Regions from separate parts of the Rattus norvegicus genome. Here all the other regions are linked to region 4. A link is a contact called in public Hi-C data. All regions are on one chromosome and are shown on one strand. Each heading gives the region's core, a stretch centred on a gene start, on an enhancer-like site or on the middle of the called end of the contact. The rest is flanking DNA. Distances are from core to core; before and after follow the strand shown.

Region 1 (4,886 bases), core at 2,303-4,802, 310 kb before region 4:
TATTAACATACACCGTGAGCATAGACCTTAATATACCTTAGTGCCTATGGAAGTGTGTGTGTGTGTGTGTGTGCGCGCGCGCGCACATGCGCGCCCACGCGTGTGCGTGTGTTGAAGAGCTAAGAAAAATTAAGGAAAAAGAAGAAGAAACAAACAAACAAAAAACCCAAACCCAGCCTTTTCTATCCCTGTAACCATTAGAAAGAAAATGAAGTCTAAATTGTGTTCAGGGCTGCTGGGACAGAGGAAGAGAGGCAAGAATGGAAAAAACAGGCCGTAAAGATGCCAGGTCTCCTTAAGCAGAAACATCTGTTGAAGTCATAAGACTCAGGGCTGGTCAGGCTCCTAACAAACCCAGGAAGAGGAGAGTCTGCACTGGATCAGGATGCCCCTTGTGTCCAGCAAAGACCCCTGGGACAGCATACGTGCAGGCAGAAGAGATACCTTCTCCAGAGCTCTGCCTGGCCTGACTCCTGGCAAGAGAGGGAAGAAGAGGGAGGAGCCTGGGGCAGCCAGGGGGCAGAGATGGGACAGCAGTTTTGAGTGTGTATTTATTTAAAGCTTTAACTTACTGGGGTGACCTGGAGAATTGTGTCTCGACTTCTGCAGCTGAAGGAGGAGGGAAGGGAGGAGTTGCTGATCCGCCTGGGAGCTGGGTGCTCTGTTTGACTTTTGCAAACTGTAGCACCATCTCTTACTTGTGCCTTCAGCCCGAGCCAACTGTCTAAGGCTTTGCCCCTTTTGACAGATACTGAAATGGCAGGCACCGTTTCTCAACCAGATAATACTCTGTGTACCCCATTCCTGCTGAGCAGCACCCCATTTAACCCTCTGGTAAATATATCAATGCTGTTGGGTAAAAATATATGACTGTCTTCAGGAAGGTTCTTGTATGAGTTCTACATTCCAGAAGAAAATGAGGCCAGACGCTGCTAAAAGACTCCCAGGTCTCCCAGTCATACACTCCAAGAACCATCCAAGGAGCTGCCTTTCCTTCCTCCCATGAAATGAATGTGAAAAGCACTGCTGGGGGAACAGCTGTGCTCAATCAGTCCAGCATTCGCACAATCCTTGAGAGTCCTCCACCCCACCCCATCCACCTCCCACCCCCTGTGGCTCATTCATCCCTGCGCCCCACTCTGCCTAGGTGTACAGATGGAACCATAGCCACAGAGCATGCCAACCCCAGAGGGAAACTGCCAACTACCCCCGACACACACACATACACACACTGTCATGGCAACAACATCCTGCTGTCTCTCAAGGAAACAGGTAGTGAAACAGATGAAAACCAGACCCTACTTGCTTGTGGGAAATGGGGAAGGTTCTGGAAGACTCCATTGTGAAGGCTAGATTTGTTTTCTCTTCCAAGAACTCCTTCATCTCATGTGAAATAAGGGTCCCATGGGTGAATACTCTTGAGGTGAAAGGTGACGACAGTTGGAAACAGGGTCATGAGTAGGGACTAATAATACAGACAATGCAAAAATGAAATAGCTGAGACCCCAACATCGGGGTACCAAAGGCTGCTATTGTTCGTGAGGTTGGGGCTTGCTAGTGCGGGTCCCCTGCCGCCATGTGGAAGGTAGTTTGTCACATCTACCCTAAAGGGAGGGAGCGACAGACAGAGGGCTCACCTCTCTTCTGCCACATTGCTGAGAGCAAAACTGGAACCAGAATCCGTGAGACTCTTCCCTGGGTGCCACGGTATCACAGACTGCGATGTGTGTCATGTCACCTAGTGAGCCTACGGAAATTCACTCCCTGATCCAGGAGGGGCCTGCAGCTCTTCACGAAACAAACAGGCTGCAGGCTCAGGGACAGGGACACTCCACTCTGACAGCCATTTGGGCTGGTGTCACTCTCTCTGGAGTAAAGCTCTCCCACCAGGATGCTCGGATCGACCAAGAAGCCCCAGTGTGCAGTTGGCCCCACACTGTCTCACTTGGCTGCCTGTTAAACCCCAACACCAGTACTGAATCACAGATGCCAGCAGGGGCCTCTTCAGTGAGGATCAGAAACCCATGCCAGGAGACAGCCGCTCCCTGGGGGCTCAGAGGAGACTTTGCTATGATTTTGGTATCTCAGGGGATGGATGTGGTAAAATCTCTTTCAGATGGCCTCTCCCACACGATGGGGAGAATCCTCAACCCCACCCCCACCCCTGACCAGCAAAGGAATTACAAGAGTCTGCTGCTTCAATCTCAGTGGAAGCAAGAAACAAGGCAGTGTGAGGCCTGTACACGTACAGGGGCTCATATCTACAAGATGACATTCGGAAGGTTGAACAAGGAGCCTTCCTCAGACTTTGAGGCCAGCCTGGACCACATTATGAGAGCCTGTTTTATATACATGCGTGTGTGTGTGTGTGTGTGTGTGTGTGTGTGTATGCACCCAGACTCATATACATGTGTGTTTAAAATAAACTATATATTAATATTATATAAATTTATTATATATACTATAAATTATATTATATATACATTATATATATATAAAGGCAAGGGAATGCTTTGTGTGAGCCCTAATGACTAGAGTTCCTGGTCCTATTTCATTTAAGAGAACTGGAGAAAGAGAGAGTCCAGAGTCTTCATTTCCCCAGCGCTAGCTCTGGATTTCAGAGTCCAGACCTTGCAAGAGGGTTGGGGTAATCTGCATTCCACAATAAGGAGGGGCTAGGAGAGACCTGGGGTCCAGCTTTTCCCCAAAGCACAAAACTAGGCTAGGAAGATGACCCCCCCAAAAAACTCTGCCCCAGTCCCAGAAGCATCTTTATGACTCTCTTCCCCTCCTTTGCTTCTGTAGAACTGTTTCTCTGACAACCCATGTTAAGAGGCCTCCTGGGTACAGGCACCCTGCTGGATGCTGGCATGCAGCCCAAGAGTGGGACTCCCTGGCTGCTGGCCCCGTGGAGCTCACAGCTAGAGGGAGCTGACTTTTTATCCAGTAACTAGCCATCCATAGAGGTTATAGCAATGGGCCTACATTCCCTACCTGACCTCAGGCTGTTCTCTTGGGGTTGACTTGCTTATTCAAATACTGCTTTGCCCGCTGAGTCTCTTCCCTCCCTCTCCCCTGAGAGCCCTTCTGCAACCCACTGGACACCTAGGTTCAATCCACCTGTGGACTCATACTTACATGAGCATCTGGAACTTATCCATACAATGACCAGGAAGGCTGTTCTTAGATGTGTTTGCCTTAGTAAGAAAATCAAATCAAAGTATATGTGGAGGGGAAAGGTGGCTGTATGGGTGGGTGGGGGTGTGTGAGTAAAGATTGGGCTGCACAGAAAGACACTGGAACCAGGATGTTGCTGTAGGGTCTTGTACCTACTCAAAGGCTCCTGACTCTACTTTTGAACAATGCTAGGCAAATTACCACCCTGGTAACGGGACCGTCACAGCTCTGCCTGTCCATTTTAGCCTCAGAAAGTCGCCATAGCGCTTTCCTGTCCCCGTTTAGTGATCCTCTCTTGCCCAGGCTCGGAGAGCATGACTAAAGGGCAGAGTCCTGGAGGGAGGTGGATTTGCCATGGAGATTCACTAGCAAAGCAGGAAGCAGAGCGTGCTGAGGGTGCTTTGCAGGCTGTGGTGAGCTCTGCAGCAGATGAGCCGTTGTCTTGGTAACACTAATGAAAAGCAGGCCTCCGAGAGGGCCAAGAACCCCCGGGGACTGAGTTATCTCCCCCTCCCTCAGCTCTTCTGCCTCCCCACCAACCTCAGATCAAACTCCCCGAATATTTATAAAATCTCTCCCAGAAACAGAGAAAGTCAGTGGCCTGGCCAGGCATCTGCCCACGTCTTCCTGGCTGCTCTGGTGACACTGTCCAACGTGGCTCATTATTCTGTTTTTCTTCCTTGCTTGAGCAGGACAATGAGGGAGGGAGGGGGGAAGGAATGTTTGCTCTGTGCTGTTAGACTGACATCGAGTCAGGGTGTTTACTTCAAGTTAGGGGGTCTCGCTGGCTGCTCTGGTCCTCCCTGCTCTTCAGTTCCCAGGTTGTCTTGTTTGGTCCCACGGATTTCTGAAGTGCCTTGGTTGCTGGCTTCCTCTGCCCCTACCAGCCTCTGCCTGGGGCTTTGCGGCAGCTTCTGAGGGAGAGCAGTGTCAGGAGGCTCTGAAATGGAAAGGGCTGCCTGCAAAAGGAGCCAGCCTCCCTGCCACGGGGAGCGGGCTTGGGGCTTGCTCACTTTGAAGAAAAGGGAGGGACTCACATGCAGCCAGCAGGGAGTTAAAGCTGGTCTGAGAAAATCCAAGTGACCCCCCTCTCCCCAGTTCCCGTTCATTACTTGTTTTGCCTGGTGGATCTTAAAATGCAAAGAAGTCGAGCAACGCACAGAGCCCAGAGGGGCAGAGGCGATGCAGCAGCCCGTCTCGTCCTGCTGGTAAAGGGAAAGGCACCATTTGCCCTGTTGATGAGAATGCCCTGTGGTTGCCCTTCCTGACAGCTGAGTGCCCCGGGGGTGGCATAGCTCCGTGGAGGGAGACAGCAGCAGGTTGTGGGCAGGTCCTGGATTGGGTGGAGGTGATTGGTTATGAGTGTCATACCCAACTCTGCCAAGCTCAGACTTCCAACTTGGGTAAGTTATGAGTCTCCCTTCTCCGTCATTGGAAAATGGATTAAGGTCTCTTCTGTAAGTTTTATTCAGGAAGGAGAGATTACAAATGCTTTACAAAAAGCACATACATGTCATCCCTGGGCCAAACGTAAGACACAAGACCTTAACCTCATGGGACATAAAGTGTGAGAAGGATTCATGGATGTGCTAGAAGGGACAGGGAGGTGTCTCGTGGAGGGAGGCTTCAAACACAACTCCAAGAATGAAAGGATTTGGACGGAAATAAGGACAGTTGACAGCGGACTAAGATCCAGATATTGGGGGGAG
Region 2 (5,542 bases), core at 1,686-4,185, 270 kb after region 4:
AGGCATCAAGTTTCCAAATCTCTCTATTGAACAGTTAATAATTTCAAGGTCCCTTTTGGTAATACCCATGTTAGTTTTGATCCCTGTGGTATGCCTAGCATATAGCATGCCTCGCACATAGTGTGTACTCAAAACCTGTAACTTCAGTGCACAGATGAAACTCCTACAGCAGCTGCAGTTCAAGCTCTCTGTATGAGAATTTAGAGATTTATTGAGCATCTCTGAGACAATTTATCCAGAAATGGGGACAATGGTTCTCACAGTTATTACAAAGATTAAACAAGACCAACCACATAAAACACAGATTTTTTTATATATGCATATATATGAGCTGGAAAAATGACTCGGCCATTGAGAGCTCTGGCTGCTCTACAAGGGGACCCAGGATTTGATTCCCAGACCCACATTGTAACACCAGTTCCCAGGGATCTGGCACCTTCCTCCGGCCTCTACAGATACCAAGCTTGCACACAATGCATACACATACAAGCAGGCAAAACACCCATTCACATAATAAAATAAAAGTTAAAATTAAATTATCCTAAATGTGACCCATACTATTTGAATGTGTATTTAATGTGAAAATTTGAATTTAAAAAATATGACATTGTAATTGATGTTATTCAAACTAACTTTATAACCACATTTTTATTAGATAACAAAAAAGTTCAGAAAAAACTAGGAAGACATGGAAATATTAAAAAACAAAGAAAATTAGGGGAAACCCTCATATATAAGAAAATGTCTTAAAAGAAAATAACTCCTTTATATTCTTATGGCTTGAAGCACAAGAGATAATTTCCAAGTGACAAAAGTCACACAAATATACCAGCTAAGACTTTGATTTTTACTGAAGTTATACTCTAGATCTATACAAAACAAAAAACAAAAAACAAACAAAAACAAAACAAAACAAAACAAAGTTACTTCTTAGAGGCGCCAACATGGAGGTAGTCTTGGGGGGCTTATTAACACAGGGCTTACTATCCAATCTCTCCTTCCACCCACACCCGTACACTAATTTCCTCTAAAATAAGTCTAAAGCGCCATCTACTGTGTCTGCTCTATCACAGCTCTTTTGGCCAGAGAGCACTGCAGAAATGAAAACAGAATACTGAGCATGTAGAATACTGAGAATGCCACTTGAAAATCTTCTTCCAAAGAATGAAAGAAACCTGTCTTCCCCCAGCATATACATTTATATAATATTCTTAGGCTTTTCTTTTCACCTCCTTATTAAATAGGACTGAGGATTAAACACACACACACACACACACACACACACACACACACACACACACACACACATCAGAGACCAGAGAGCTCCTTTGTATGCTAAGGGAATAGCAGTAACAATCGCATCTTTGCTGCTGCTGCTGTTGATTTGCCTTTGCAGTGCCGAGGAATAAAATCCAAAAATCTATTTTATAGAAAATAATATAAGCTACTGAGACGTTATTAGATATTTTGGTTAAGTCACATAGCTAGTGAATGACCAGACATTCAGAGTAAACTTTCTAACCACAATAACAGTGTTTCTGTTACTCCAGCACCCTTCCACCTTCCCAGTGCCCTCGGTTAGGAGTCGGGGGTGGAGCTGACACCAACTTTCAGCAAGTATTCTCTTATGCTGAGAATGTACTCCCTGACGGCTCTAATTCAGTGTCGTTTTGTCTCTTTGTTTCAGTTTTTGCAATACTGAGATGGAACACTGACCTAGTACATGCTAGGCAAGAGCTCTACACTGACCTAGTTAGTACACGCTAGGCAAGAGCTCTACACTGACCTAGTTAGTACATGCTAGGCAAGAGCTCTACACTGACCTAGTACATGCTAGGCAAGAGCTCTACCACTGACCTAGTACATGCTAGGCAAGAGCTCTACACTGACCTAGTTAGTACATGCTAGGCAAGAGCTCTACACCGACCTAGTACATGCTAGGCAAGAGCTCTACACTGACCTAGTACATGCTAGGCAAGAGCTCTACACTGACCTAGTACATGCTAGGCAAGAGCTCTACCACTGAGCTACATCACCAGCCCTAGAATATGAGATCTTTGTTTTTAACAAGTGGCCTCCAATGAATCTGATAGAACTAGTCTGAGGCCTTGCATTTAGACCCATGGAGGTTGGGGGGAAGGGGAGGGTGTGTTGGGGAGGGTGGGTTGGCTTGGGCTATTTAGTCAGGATATTACTCACAAAAGAATTCCTCTACTTTTGGGTAAAGGTTCTCCTGATTTTTCAATTTGAAGTGTTTAAAGACCGAGAACTGTGAAAATACAAGGGTGTCACAAAATTAAAACATTTAAAGGACTTTATGGCTTTTGAAACAGGAACGTATACAATTGGTAAATGGAAAACTTTAATTTTTTTATAATAATCTCAGAAGAGTATGGAAGGAATGAAGTCTTCCTGTTCTGTATACAAGTCCTTTTCTGGCCCTCTAGATACCTGACTCTCTGTAGTGGTTTTCCAAAATTACTCCAGGGATTCCAACTCCAGGAGGTAGAGCCAGCCCCATCTTCTCCCTGCTTAGATAAAACAAAGGCACCACCACAGAGCCTGAAAGCTCTCCTCCCCCTCAGCCCTCTTGACTCCTGTTCCTGTGTTTCATTCAGTTGTTTACGACCACACAAATCCTTTCCTAATGTGAGGATACCTACAGCCTGCCAGCCCACAGTGCCTGTGACAGTGCTGTCTTATGTTTTCAACTCCCAGAACCTTTTTCGTTTCTAGGCACCAGTGTACTGAGACCCTCTAAGTAGTATACAATGTCCCGATTCTTCTAATAATGCTTGAAAAGGGAGAAGGGGAGTGTGAAAGAGGTGTGACGTGTGGAGCCAGGGTTAAGGCTCAGTGGTAATGTGTTCTTGGCTCGTACAATGCACTGGTTTCAGTCCCATGAATCAATAGCCTATCACAGGGTGGGTGTGTTAACAGGCCTTTGTAATGTACACAGCCCAATGAGTCACATTTGTGAGCTGTATCAGTGAAGAACTTATTCTACTACTGCTGTACAAACATCCTTGCAATATCTCATGGCATTTCCTTGAGAATTAGTCCTGGAGGCAATCGATTCCCTGTACTACTTTATATCTCGTTTACATTTTAAGTCTGTCACTGAGATTCTAAAAGACAGCCGGCTATTTAAAAATGAAGAATAATCTACAAACCACAGGAAATACTTAAAAGGTTATAGGAAGGGCTAGACCTGCCCATCAAAAAAGCAAGCATGTGTAGAAAGTAAGCACACAATATCCCATGGTTGTTTTGAAGGGAAATAACACCCACTCCTATATACTACGACTGACCTGAGTGTCCAAAAGACACTCAAATGCCATATTTTTACATCACTGTTGCTTCTAACCAGAATGTTCTTTGTCCCAGTCTTCACATTCTGGAGAGAGCAGTTCCCTCAAGAGGGCAAGGCTCTGCAACTTCATTGGTGTACCCTGGCTGCTCCACAAAAACCATCACTTCGAGTTCAGCATGTCTGCCCCAAATTGCCCAATCCTTCCACTATTTCTAATACTACAAAGCAGCTTCCCAGAAACCTCATGTTAGGATCAAGCAAAACAATTTGGTGTCATCAGCAGATTTCACCATTTCCTCTTAGACTCATTAACACGCCAAACAAACATGATTCTGGTGTCAACTCTCGGAGTTACTACCATGACTACCATGAATCTTTCTCTTCAAATGAAGCCAGACCGTTCTCTGCTACTTAGTGATTCCCATCATAGAACTAGAATGTGTTTATTTACTAGCGGTTAAATTCTGATGGCTATTTTCTAACTGAAGGTTGCAAAATGCATTACAAAAGTAAGGGGGTGGGGGGAGTGTCCCAAAGGAAAGGCCCAAAAGGCAGCAAAAAGAAACAGCTCCCAGCTGAGCAATTTACCCAATCACTCAAACATCCCCAGACTCTTCTGGTTCTCAAACTACAACACAATTTTGACCTTTCCTCTCCAATTATTTATTTCTTTATAGTTATATGAGAGACCACTATTAAACACACTTGAAAATTCTGCAGGAATGATAACCAGTAGATTCAGTTACTTTATTAGATTTTCTTCCCTTTAGTGCATTGAAAGAAAAAAGGCAAACAGCCCTTCTATAGAAAGTAAAGATCCAAACAGTTTTACACCCAAATGATGGACAGCACAGAAAACAACACTTGCCCGCCCTCTTTCACTCAAGGGCAAGTCCACTTGAAGCTTTATCCTGCCTCCCCAGCTTATATCTGCCATTACATTATAGGAGAAATGTGAAAATTAAAGAAAACCAGGCTGACAAGGAAGCAACACTGTCCTTATGCAATCTTCCTCAGAGCAGCAACATTCTAAATGCCTCTCTCACCTGCCCCATTCTAGCAGACCCCCATCCAAAAGGTGGCACTGTACCACATCACATTCACCCTGTTTTAAATGACAACTTCTTGTGTGAGATCATAAGGTTAGCAGACACAATGGACACCACCATCACTGACATCGCCCTCAACCCTCACCCACAGCCCGAGATGGTCTAGGGATCATTATAGTTCTGGATGCATGGACTGAGGGAGGAGCAGAAGAACAATGGCGAGAAACTAAAAGATCTCATAAAGTGCAGTGGATTAGCAGGCAGAGCAGCACTGAGCAGTGCTCCCTTTGCCTATCTTGCCCCACACAAAATCAAGTCAAATTATTCCCCTTAAAGAGCCAAATTTGTCAAAGACTTTTAGACTTCATGTCTAGCAGCACATGAAGTGAACGGGAGGGTGTCAGGTAATTTATAGTCCACCAATCTGCTCAGGCCACCAGTGAACCACACAGCTGAAAAAGTTCACCACATCCAAAGTCAAACTCTGCTGGGATCAGAAGAATACTCATCAAGGGGCTGCACTCGGACCTCATTATGACTCCATGTTATTTTAATACTGTTCCTTGGATTTTGCCCCACACACAATTCCCAAGTCACAGAAAGACCATGAACAGTGTCCAGATGTATAAAATGCAAAAATACTTTCCTCCTACTTGTGGACTCCAAGATAAACACCACAAGAAGCACGTGTGTCTAAACTTGGAGCTCGTTCCAAATTAAATACTGCATCATGTGCACAGTGTATGGCTTAAAAAACAAAACCCCACGAATATCCTACACGGTTCATGAGCCAGGCTCGGGCAAGCACATGACCACACTGGAAGAAGGAAACATGAATCGGAGAGCCAGGGTAAAGGGTGAGAACAGACTCTGTCAGGACCTTTCCCAGAAAACTGTTGCTATTTTCAGGGAACATCTGTATAACACGGGACACAGATAAAAGGGGAAATCATACTTTTCTGTTTGGCTGGGGGTTTGCCGTTAGTCTAAAACTGCAAAGATTTCAAAAGCCCTAAGTAGACAAGCACAAACATCATTACGTACAGATACACATGCACTCGCTGAGGTAATGAATACTTAAATGTCTGGGCTTGGGGGCAGACCAGCTAGAATGCTTTTGACCTGGAAGCTGGGTCTGAGTGGGGTACATGGAAATTTGGGGGCAAACGCACAGGATACA
Region 3 (5,191 bases), core at 975-3,474, 350 kb before region 4:
ACTTCCTTAGGTTATTTTGTCTTTCTATAAAGGCGGTTATTATAGTCTCCAAGACTTGCCACACTTCCTTCATTGAACCTGGGCATGCCACAGTAGAGACTAAAAGTCTATGATTATTAGGGAAATTCTAGACCTCCTACAGCTTGGATCCAGCCTGGACATGAGCGACAGGTCTTCCAGGCATCGGGCACATAGATCGTTACCATGACTCTAGCCTTAGCAGCCATTGAACTGCAATGGCTAATGCCCCCCTCAGAACTGGCTTGCCAGGCTGAGTCACTAGCCTAATCACTGTGGGCAGTAGCTGAGTCTAGGGCGGTCAGTGTGTTGCATGGTGTTGGATAACTGAACAGGAATGACATGGAGAGTGGAGAGTTAGGATCATCCAATGTCACCAGCACTCTGGAGAACTCTCATTTCTTAGCCTTCTGGCCCTTGTGTCCTCCCCTGTATCTCCCTTCTTTTTGGAACTGTGCCTTGGGCCCAGTCTCATGGAAAAACCTTACATGCTCAACTTGCTGCTCCATGCACACTGGTCTCAACGCACATCCAGGAGCGTGGAGTCTTCCTTTGCTTGCTTCCCTCCCTCCTCAGTGTCCCCCTCAGTGTGGGGATTCTCAACTCGAGTAGCATTCCCCGGTGTCCACCCAGGACTAATGTGATCCCAGGGCATGCTCAGAGTTTGGGAGGGGGAATGAAGGGACCAGTGGGCAGCTCAGGAAGGTTCTCTTGGTTCCCTTAGCAGTCGCTCTTTTGTGAGCCAGACTTGGCTGTAGAACTGGAAGGTGTGGTGAGGAGTGAAGGCAGACAAAGATCCCGTTCTGGGGCAGAGCACTTGGTGTCCGGCACATCTCTCACTACACAGGCAGAGCTTGGCAGACAGCAGTCGGGGAGGGACTGGGGCATCCCTTCCTTACATCATCCTCTGACTTCAGTAAAGACCTAGAATAGAGCTCCCTGTGCTGCGAAGTGAGGATGAGGGTGGGCACTACATGGACCCAGCTCTGTCACTACTGACTGTGTGACCCTGGGCATATCTCTGTATCTCTGCAGTTCTCTAGTTTCTTGTCTCTGGTCAGACAGCACTTTATTCTAGTTGGAGGGGACTTCCACAGGCTCAAACACTTAACCCACAAGCTGGCAACTGAAAGTACTTAGGAACCTCCCCATCCCCCCAGGCTTCTCATAAGACATAGGAGACTCCTGTCTGCCATATTCTGACATCACAATTTGAGCTTGTGTTAAGGAAACAGAAGAGACGATGGAGGAAGAGGAGGGAAGAGAATTTAAGTTAAGGGGCTCTCGGTTCTCAGGAAGCACTGCAGCCCTGCACCAATCCCACCTCGGCCTGCTGGCCTGCAGGCCTGCCAGTGACAGTCTTAGTGGCCTCAGGAGAGCTGTGATTGGGAGCCCAGCTTCCATCATTCCTCTCAGCTTCCCACAGGCACAGTTCTTTTACTTGAGGAAGACCGGGCAGATGGGAAGATGGCGTCACAAGGGAGACATGCTTCTGAGCGGAGGTAGAAGCCCACCCATGGGTTTTCATAGTCTTTGCCAATTACCCTCCACTGTGAAGCCATGTGCAAGGCGCAAACATTTCCCTCTGCACAGGAAAGCGCGAGCTAGAACCCCAGCTCCTTTCCAAGCAACACACACATCCACATCACACCGGTATCCAGATGGCCCTGAGAGCTGCTCACTCTGGGTTGGAATTTATTCTCTGTCGAGGTGCTTGGGTCTCTGTGGGGAGAGTAATTTTCTTGAGAAAGTGTTCACTTTACCTCATCTTCCAGGGGCCCATTTCCTGCTCAGCAGGCTCCAGGTAAGTGAAGTCCCGGCCCCAGGACTGGGCGGGATTCCAAACCCTTGGTGTTTCCAACCCGGAGGGGGCCATGCCTGTTGTAAATCTTGCTTCTCCTTAAAGTAGTTCAACAGAAGGAAGACATTGGAATCTTCCATAGTACACCTTAGTCATTTGCTTTTCCCTGTCAGTTAACCTCAGGACCCCAAAGTAAAACACAGTGCTTCACTGGTCTGCCTCCTTAGCGCATCTGATCTACTGAGGAGTACCTTTAGAATGTGTGGGGAATGGCGGCTTGGTTTCCTCTCCAGATGTAGTTCTTTGGACTCTCCACCCAGGGTCACTACATGCTCATGTGGCATTGGTGGTTAAGCTTATCAAAGGCACCCCTTCTGTGTGTACACAGACATTCAAGGGCACAGTTTACCTAGAGGAACTTCTGCCCCCATCAGCTCCCTGAGCAAACATTGCCCGTAGGGCTGCACACGGTGTACCTCGCACTGTCACCAGTTTTTATTTCTCTTCTTGGGAAGGTGCTTACTGGAGGGCAGAAGGTTGAGGAGTCTTTGTGTACATTCGACACAGTTTTCCAGAGGCCTAAGAGAGATACCTTAATGTGGGCATGTTTTGAGGTCTGAGGGAATTTGGAAATGTTTTATGGTAAAGGCTCAATTTTCCTGGGACAGAAGACCAGCCTTTTGAAGTTAAGGTAAGCATGGCAGATGAAACAGCTGGTCAGTTTGACATAATCCTGCCTAGAAACTTGACAGCAAATACCTTTGGGTTTGTGTGCACATTGCATTCGGATGCTTGAAGGGAATTCCCAAGAACCATCAACCTCTTTTGAGAAAAGAGAGGTGAGGTTCATGGTACTACTCTCCCTTCTCCTTCAAGAGTTCGGCCTGTGGTTAGGACATCTGGGCCCAGGGAGTTTGAACGCATCTCTGCTTTCAGTTCTAAATCCTCACCTGTCAAGAGGCTTGCTCTCCCCGCTTTGATGAATCCATTTACAGAGTTCTTCATGGTGTGGTCTGGGGGCCAAGGGGGCAAGCCTGGAAGGTTCCCTGCAGGATCTCAGGGATATCATCTTCCCCAGCTGTGACCCAGCATAAGCACCTCTAAGCCCAAAGGAACCACAGGCAGCGCGCCCACATGTACGGTCCTCAGGAGGGTGGACGACTTCCGTTTCTGTTCAGCGTTTTTCTAAATGGAGACTTAGTAGACCCCAGCATCAGACTCTGTCAGGAAGCACAGAAGCCCTCGTTCATTTGCTAGCGCGTTCAGCAGATTTTACTGAGTAGCTACCATGTGACAGACAGCTCTTGCTTAGGCTCGGGGTGAGCTGCAAGTGAGAAAAGATCCTCTGCCCACAGTGGAAATGCCACCACCCCATCAGATCTGAAACCTGGGCATGCTCCCTTCTGAGAAACAGCATTCACATTTGCTGCTTGACGCATTCTGTTTTCCTCACTAAACCCAGCTTAGGAGGAGAGGGACCTTGTCTACAGAATTAGCACTTACACTGGCACATTGTGGCCCTCACTGACATAAATAAGCTGGGCAAACTAGCTTATTCTCAAGTATACTAAAAGTCAGGAAGATTCCCTTCTGGTGATGGAAATCCAGCCTCTGTGGCGGGTCTATTCCCAAGTGAGGGTCAGGAGGCCAGAGATGCTAGGACCAGAAGTCCCTGGAGGTTGGAATGGCAAAGCCATAACCAGAGTACAGCAGGTGAGGAGGACATCCTTATCCAAGAACTTGAGATCTGTGCTCGTGTGGTGTGTGTGTGTGTGTGTGTGTGTGTGTGTGTGTGTGTGTGTGTGTGTGTAAGTGAACATTCACTGGAGCATGAAGACCACAGGTCAACCTTGGATGTTCTTTTGGAGACAGGCACTCTTACTGGTCTGCAGCTCACACATAAGCTAGACTGGATGGACAGGAAGCCCAGGGATGAATCCTTCTGTGCCTCTCCCAGGCTGGAATTACAAGTGTGCACTGCCTCGCCTAGATAGGTTCTGGGCATTGGGTCCAGCTCTGTACACTTGCAGAGCCAAGCATTTTGCCAACTGAATCACCCTCCAGTCCTCCCTGAGCCTTCTTTAGGAAAGAGCCTCCTGATGCTCGCCAGTCGTCTACAACAACCCATGTGACCCATTTATGTGTCTGCCAGAGGCGGGAGATGACGTAGGGAAGAAAAGTGATGTCATGGCTTCTTGGCTGGCTTCTTGAACCCCACAGCTCTGGGTCAGGTTGCACTCACCTCTGCACATAGAGCGGATATCATGGCTGGGAAGGAGATTAACTTGGGCCCTGGCTGCTGGGAGCATTATCTTATTTTTGGTGGGTCACTGACTCCTGACTCCGTTGTTCTGTCTCGGAGAAGAAGAGGAGAAAAGTTTGCCTTTTTGGCTTTGGAGGCTTATTTTCTCCTGTAGGATGAACTTCCTCCTCTCCCCTCTCCTTTGGTCTCTCATGAGACACCTCACTCGATTCTTAAGTCCCACCTTTTCCCCTCTACTGCCCAATCACAGGCATTAGACTTATTAACCATTTAACTTGGGGAGCATCACTTGGTGTATGTGAAGATCTCTTTGTGGGGGGACAACCAGATCTTGGGGGCCACTATTTAGCATTTACACACATAGCAGTGCCAGACCAACTCCAACGGTGGGAGATGACAACTGAGTAGTTGCAGAGAAAGGCATGGGAAAGCATGGCAAGAAAAGAAACCTGACCACAGGGAAAGACAGTGACAACCTCAACCGCCTTGGACATGGCTGGGATGTGAAGCCAAAGTGAGAGGACCCAGCAGACTTGGATGGATGGATGGATGGGTGGGTGGGTGGGTGGATGGATGGATGGGTGGGTGGGTGGATAGATGGATGGTGGGTGGGTAGGTGGATGGTTGAACAATGGAATGGGAGGAAGAACAAAGGATTTACCAGGGATTGTGTGAGTGAAAAGAGGAGGAAAAAATATGAACTATGAGCTGATGTAGTGTGTGCTTAAGTAAACACAAAGCAAAAAGGGGGGGACATTTTGTGTGGAGGGGAGGTGAGAGTGAAGGACCCAGAGTAGAAAAACTGTGATTGGAATGTAAAGTCAATAAATAAATTAATTAATGAAAAAAAGTCATTCACACACTGAGCAGATTGAAGAACAACCCCATGCTCCTGTGTCCAGCTCTCCCTGTCAGTCTTCTCTTAAGAGATTCTAGACCTGCCTCTGTTCAACTGTATGGTGTTATGTTTGCTTTCTCCAAATCCCAGTCCACATCAGGCATGTCCAGGGCCTGAAGAGGCCCATGAGAGCCCAAAACATGGTTAGGGGAAGCAGGGAAGCAGCTCGAGATTTGTTTGAGAATAAGGAGTGTCACCAAGGCTTAAGCCT
Region 4 (5,201 bases), core at 77-2,576:
GGAACACTTGGGGCCTTCATCTACAGGATAATCCCGTAGACAAGTCACGTTGGCCATATTCACAAGGCCCTTCCATGTTGCCAATGTTGTATGTGCAAAATTAGGGTTTTATCAAGACCCTTAGCTGAAAACTGAAAAATGCCATGGGTTCCCCAGTTGGGCAATGGTAGGCTGTAAGTAGGCCGTGATGTACAAAGTGACTTTAGTTCTTGTACAAAGACACTTGGTTCTCGGTATTATGCAACCAGTCAGTTCCTGAAAAGTTGAGACTTAAATGTTCTTCTTCTTCTTCTTTTTTTTTTTTTTTGTAAATTCTCATAGATGGAATCATTAACAATTCACATCAGGAACTCAGTACTCACCGTTTAATGAAATCTGATTGTGGTTTCAGCTGTGAGTAAAGAACGCTTTGTAATTAAAATGAAATCTTTCTGTTTGATCAATCTTCTACATTCAGACTTGGTTTTACTGGAGTCTCAAGGCAGGTACTCTCAGAGTGCTACCCTCACTTGGTACGCAATGTTTTGTTTTAATGGTGTTCCTTCTTTCTTAGAAAAAAAAATCCAAAGATCCAGAGAAGTATTTCTGTAACCGAAGTTCGTGCTCTTCACAACATGAAAGGACACAACTTGTACTAGAGCTTTATTCAGCTTACTGTGGCCTGTGGCCTGCGGCCTGTGGCGTGCAAGGCATCCAGGGTAGCAGACCCTGGTAAACTATTAGGTAAGAAAACAAAAACAAAAACTGGGAACCAAGTCTCATCCACATACAGCAGCTCTCCCTGTCCAGCGATACAGCACAATCAAGATGGCGCTGTGCCAGCAAAACAAAAATCTCATTTTGTCATTGTTCTGTTTGTTTGCTTTTGTGATCTTTAGTGTATTTGAGTTAGTGGGGACAGTAATCTTTAGGGTAATGAGTTAGTGGTACTGTGATCTTTAGGCTCAATCTGCTGTCCCTCTGAGAAATATCTAATTAACTCAAGGGAAGGTCTTACCTTCAGACACCCATGACCCAGATGACATGCCAAGGCAAGGGTGCCAGCACCACTGCGTGCACCCATCACAGTCTGCCTTTCGAAGCAGCTGCTGGCAGGTGGTGTCTGCCCTCTGCTACCAGCATGCAATGGGGCAGAAAAATTAAACTGCAAGTGGGCTGAGGGAATAAAGGAAGAAGGAAATTTAAAGACAGTATCTTGGAAGCATATGTTTCAGAATCACTTCGGCCAGTTCCCTGTCAAGAAAATATCAGCCAGGTTGGTTAGCCTAATCTCCCCAGCCACAGATGTCTAGGTTCACCACAGCAGTCCCTGGGATCCCGCCAGTGGTGTGGCCATCCTGCCACCTAGCGATCCACGTGAAAGTAAGCAGCATGTCTTGGCAACACATGCTGGGTTTCAGGAGAGCCATAAACTTTTCTAAGTTCCCCACCCCTTGTTTTTCTTTCTAAAAAAATGAAGGTCATTCAACACTGGCAGCCTGGTGAGACACTGCCAATTAACCCCGACGGCCCCTCTCATCTGAAGGCGACGCGAAGAGCACTGGATCTGAAGTTAGGACATGGAGGAGAAAGGAATAACAACTCTACTTCGGTGATTTGAAAAGGTCCATTCCCTCCACATATGGTAAATGGTGGATATGGCAGCATTGTCTGGAACTGGGCAGAAAAAGTATACACATTGCAGGAGATGAAGAAAGGGAACTGCATTTTAAAACACCATTTTAGCAATGAATGCGTGCTGGGGCCATGAGATAAGCTGTGGGCTGGGCCTGCACGTCTGGGCAGGAGCCTGCTCAGTAACTTGCTAGCAGTGTGGTTAAATCTCACACAGCTTCCCGCTTGGGTTCTGTTTTCTGGGAAACAGCTGTATTTAGATGTGTTTTTCCTACTTCCACAAAGCTGCCTTGAGGATCTGTTCAAAATGTATGTGGGGGGCACTTTGTGCAAAATTTCTGCAGGCTAGAATTATCACTCTAGGTTAAAAGTAGAGTGTTCCAAATACGTTTCTTTAAAATTATGCTTTATTGAGGATGCCAAGCCTACCTTGTCAAGCCACTCCAATGTCTTAGATATTCACAATTTTTCTTTTTCCAAGACAGGGTTTCTCTGTATAGCTCTGGCTGTCCTGGAACTTTCTCTGTAGCCCCGGCTGGCCTCAAACTCATAGAAATCTGCCTGACTCTGCCTTTCTAGTGCTGGGATTAAAGGTGTGCACCACCACTGTCTCGCCCACAAGCAACAAGACTAAATTCCTCTGTGAAGGACAGAGCTCACATCATGGTGACAAACCAGGCATGAGAAGACAGGGCTTTTCTTTGCTGTTCCTGAACTAACTTTCTGTGTAACTTCAGGAAAAGCCACATCGCTGCCCTCAGCTGGAGTTTGCAAATGCACAGAAAAGACAGATGTAGAGTGAACAGCCACCTCCCGTCAGTTCTAAGATTAAAAAAAAAAAAAAAAAGTGGCTTGCTTTTGATATCCACTCTTTCTCTTCAACGAAACACTCTTGAGGATCCAGTGGGATTTCTTTGAAAGCTTAAGCTCGTCACAAACCGATACAATGTAATTTTTCAGAAAATTCCTAAAAACTGTAGGATAGACAATACAGCCTTAGGAAGAAGGAGGTGGTCACTGAAGTACGGTCCTGTTAGTGTCCATATCGGAACATCCCTGAGCTGCTCACATATGTCTGTGGCCTGAAACAGCTCACCAAGCTACCCACCTGGGCTTCCATGTCCACAATAAATGTTATTTCTTCCACATAGCTCTGAAAATACCCCTGCTCTTTTTGGTAATGCTTTTTAGCAATGTCAAGAAAAGAATTTTACTGATCCAGATTTCTTCTCTGCCTAAAACATGTCAACACGACTTAGGAAGACAGTAACAAGCGCCCGCTGACGTGAACTGCAGACAAGAGTTCCACTGAAGAGTGGTCACGCCTGGAACACGACCGCCTGGGCAGGACACGACTCACAGCCACCTCAGGCTCATGGGCTTTTTCTCCATGGAAGGCAACTTGCTTCGAACGTCCAGCTTTTCCATCCTTTGGGAGTATGCCAGGATTTAGGTTTATGAAACACTGTTTAGTTTTGCTTGGTATCCCTGGCTGCCATGTTGTGTACCTCACACAAGCACACTGGTCCCAGAGGATCTAGCCCTCACTTTCCCTCCTCTGCTAGACCATCCATCCCTTATGACAAATGGACTTTTCTCCAGTCTTTCTAACAATTGGCCAGAAGCCATGAAGACAGGGTTAACCAAGGTTTGTATCAATCTTCCCCTACTAGCCAAACAGAGCGGGAAGTCTCACTGGGGTGCTACACTGCTTTATCTCCCTCAGGACACAATCTGCCCAGGGAGGCAGGGCCCATTGGGTGCTCCTGCAAGCAAACATTTTCCTGGAGGAAGTTCAGGGGTATACTTGCCCCAGACCAGACCAAATACACATGAAACTTTAAACTCTACAGAGCTTTTTAAAATGAGGGGCCTTGCCTTTCTGTGGCTTACAATAACACTGAAGGCTTGTTGTATCTCATTCATTTTGGCTGTTTTCCAGAGCAGCTGAGAAACTGGAAATAAGCACACTGCTGTCCAGCCACTTCTCTTGTCACACAGCACCTCCCCATCCCTGACGCCCAGTACTTTTCACACAGAAAAACAGTCAGGTATTTTCTGGGAAGAATCTATAGGTGAAAAATCACCTTGGCCTCAATGCTCAGAGGTCAACACTGGTCTTGAACAGTCATCCTTGGCCTATGTCAGACTGTGAAATTAGACCCCTATTCAATACCTGACGCAAGAATTGGCCTTTTAGGTATATGTCTCTAAGATCATACGTGTTTCCAGAGACACGTCTCCCTCCACTTCTGTACTCCTTAGCATCTCCGCTTTTGGATGACGACAGAAAGCAAGATTGGTGGGGATCTTTGGTGGAAAGCTGATTTGGGAATAGGATACACTTGTTAAAAATAAGATTGACAGGCTCTGGGCAGGACCCCAGAGTCCCTATGCAAGGCGGCACTACTGCCGGGTATTGATTATGATTCGGAACAACCAGAAGTGCAGGTTGATTGAGTACAGCATTTACCATCAGCTCCAGGTTTCCCCATGGGTGAAGAGAAGCAGACATTCAGTGTTGAGAGCTACTATCTGTCTCTTGGTTCTGTGCTCAGTACTGTGGGATAAACACATGCTAAGCAACTTCGCTATCTCTGGACCCCACTCCACTGACTGTCTTTGACGTACTAAGTTTCTGGCTACCTCAGTCCCCTGGACTAGATGATGAGTCGAAGATTGGGCCCAGCTGGCCTGGAGTGGGCAGAAGGGATGAGAACACAGGTCAGTGGCTTACCTAGGTGCTCTATTGCCTTAGTCTCAATAGACATCCAGCCCTTTGCATTAGGGTATTCTCTAACTCTTCCAGCCGCAGAAAACGGTCATGAGCCTTTCATAAGATGCCCATTCATCCATCCCAGTGTCTGGAGATTACTTTCTTTGTGAAGTATGCTGATTAATTGCCAAGGCAACACCTGTGCATCCCCTTTCCATATGGGAAGCATTCTAGGAAACCCATGTACAGCGCTGCGCAGAGATCACCCACCCAGTGGCCTGGAATGCAGTGTGACCAAAGGCATTTCCAGAGACCTCACAGGGTACAATGGCCATGCATGGGTGGATTTACTGGATGGATTAGACAAACCAACCGCAACCTTTCCATCTTTTGTTTAGAATCCTTCCAGTAGATTGGCCTTGTTACTAATATCGATGCCAAGACTAGCAATTGCTTACAACAAAGACTTGCTGTTAACCCCTACTCCCTGCTTCATTCACCCTAATTATTCCCTAACAATACAACGGCTTCAAAAGCTTCCAACTGTCCAGCATACACTCCGGGCTGTAGGAATCACTGAACACAGCAGCCTGTCAATAGAAGACAATCCCAAGGCAGCTTCTGTTTGCATATTTGTTCATCTTCTCAGAGATAATAGCAGAAAAAGTTCATCAGGGAGAAAGGAAGTCTTGCCCGACAGATCTTGTTTGGCCACCAATTTTGTATCTGTTCCAAGTTCTTGGGTGTATTCTTCACCACTCCCAAACACAGGAAAAAGGATAGATTCCCTAGGAAATGCAGTTTCTACATATTTGATGAATTCTCACTGTATCCAAATCAGACTTCAGTGAGGATTCTGGTTGACATTGTT

Evidence for each region. Hi-C and Micro-C count contacts between places; a contact is called where the count stands out from the background.
Region 1: a contact with region 4 is called in a Hi-C map of psoas muscle, with 2.7 times the contacts expected there. The contact joins two enhancer-like sites. A contact is called at or near these places in 4 of 12 Hi-C or Micro-C datasets (Schwann cells, kidney, mammary epithelial cells and 1 more) and 1 of 1 datasets of contacts at active chromatin or transcription factors (oligodendrocytes).
Region 2: a Hi-C map of liver shows a contact between it and region 4, with 9 times the contacts expected there. The contact joins two enhancer-like sites. A contact is called at or near these places in 9 of 12 Hi-C or Micro-C datasets (the A7r5 cell line, the Rat2 cell line, frontal cortex and 5 more) and 1 of 1 datasets of contacts at active chromatin or transcription factors (oligodendrocytes).
Region 3: a Hi-C map of liver shows a contact between it and region 4, with 6 times the contacts expected there. The contact joins two enhancer-like sites. A contact is called at or near these places in 6 of 12 Hi-C or Micro-C datasets (the A7r5 cell line, frontal cortex, hepatocytes and 2 more) and 1 of 1 datasets of contacts at active chromatin or transcription factors (oligodendrocytes).

The regions. Positions count from the first base shown.
Region 1 is chr6:104,480,722-104,485,607 of GRCr8, reverse strand. No RefSeq gene overlaps it. Among named protein-coding and RNA genes, the nearest start is that of Atp5pdl1, 53 kb to the right of the region's middle. Within about 2 kb of position 3,552, at least 56 of the 93 cell types and tissues checked have an H3K27ac peak or open chromatin away from gene starts, as enhancers often do. A contact at or near this core is called in Schwann cells, where this site is marked.
Region 2 is chr6:103,896,579-103,902,120 of GRCr8, reverse strand. All of the region lies in intron 7 of Rad51b (RAD51 paralog B), which reads right to left. Among named protein-coding and RNA genes, the nearest start is that of Rad51b, 70 kb to the right of the region's middle. Within about 2 kb of position 2,935, at least 9 of the 93 cell types and tissues checked have an H3K27ac peak or open chromatin away from gene starts, as enhancers often do. A contact at or near this core is called in liver, where this site is marked.
Region 3 is chr6:104,517,649-104,522,839 of GRCr8, reverse strand. No RefSeq gene overlaps it. Among named protein-coding and RNA genes, the nearest start is that of Rpl36l6, 30 kb to the left of the region's middle. Within about 2 kb of position 2,224, at least 3 of the 93 cell types and tissues checked have an H3K27ac peak or open chromatin away from gene starts, as enhancers often do. A contact at or near this core is called in liver, where this site is marked.
Region 4 is chr6:104,164,511-104,169,711 of GRCr8, reverse strand. The region is part of intron 7 of Rad51b (RAD51 paralog B); the gene reads right to left. Among named protein-coding and RNA genes, the nearest start is that of Atp5pdl1, 260 kb to the left of the region's middle. Within about 2 kb of position 1,326, at least 20 of the 93 cell types and tissues checked have an H3K27ac peak or open chromatin away from gene starts, as enhancers often do. A contact at or near this core is called in Schwann cells and liver, where this site is marked.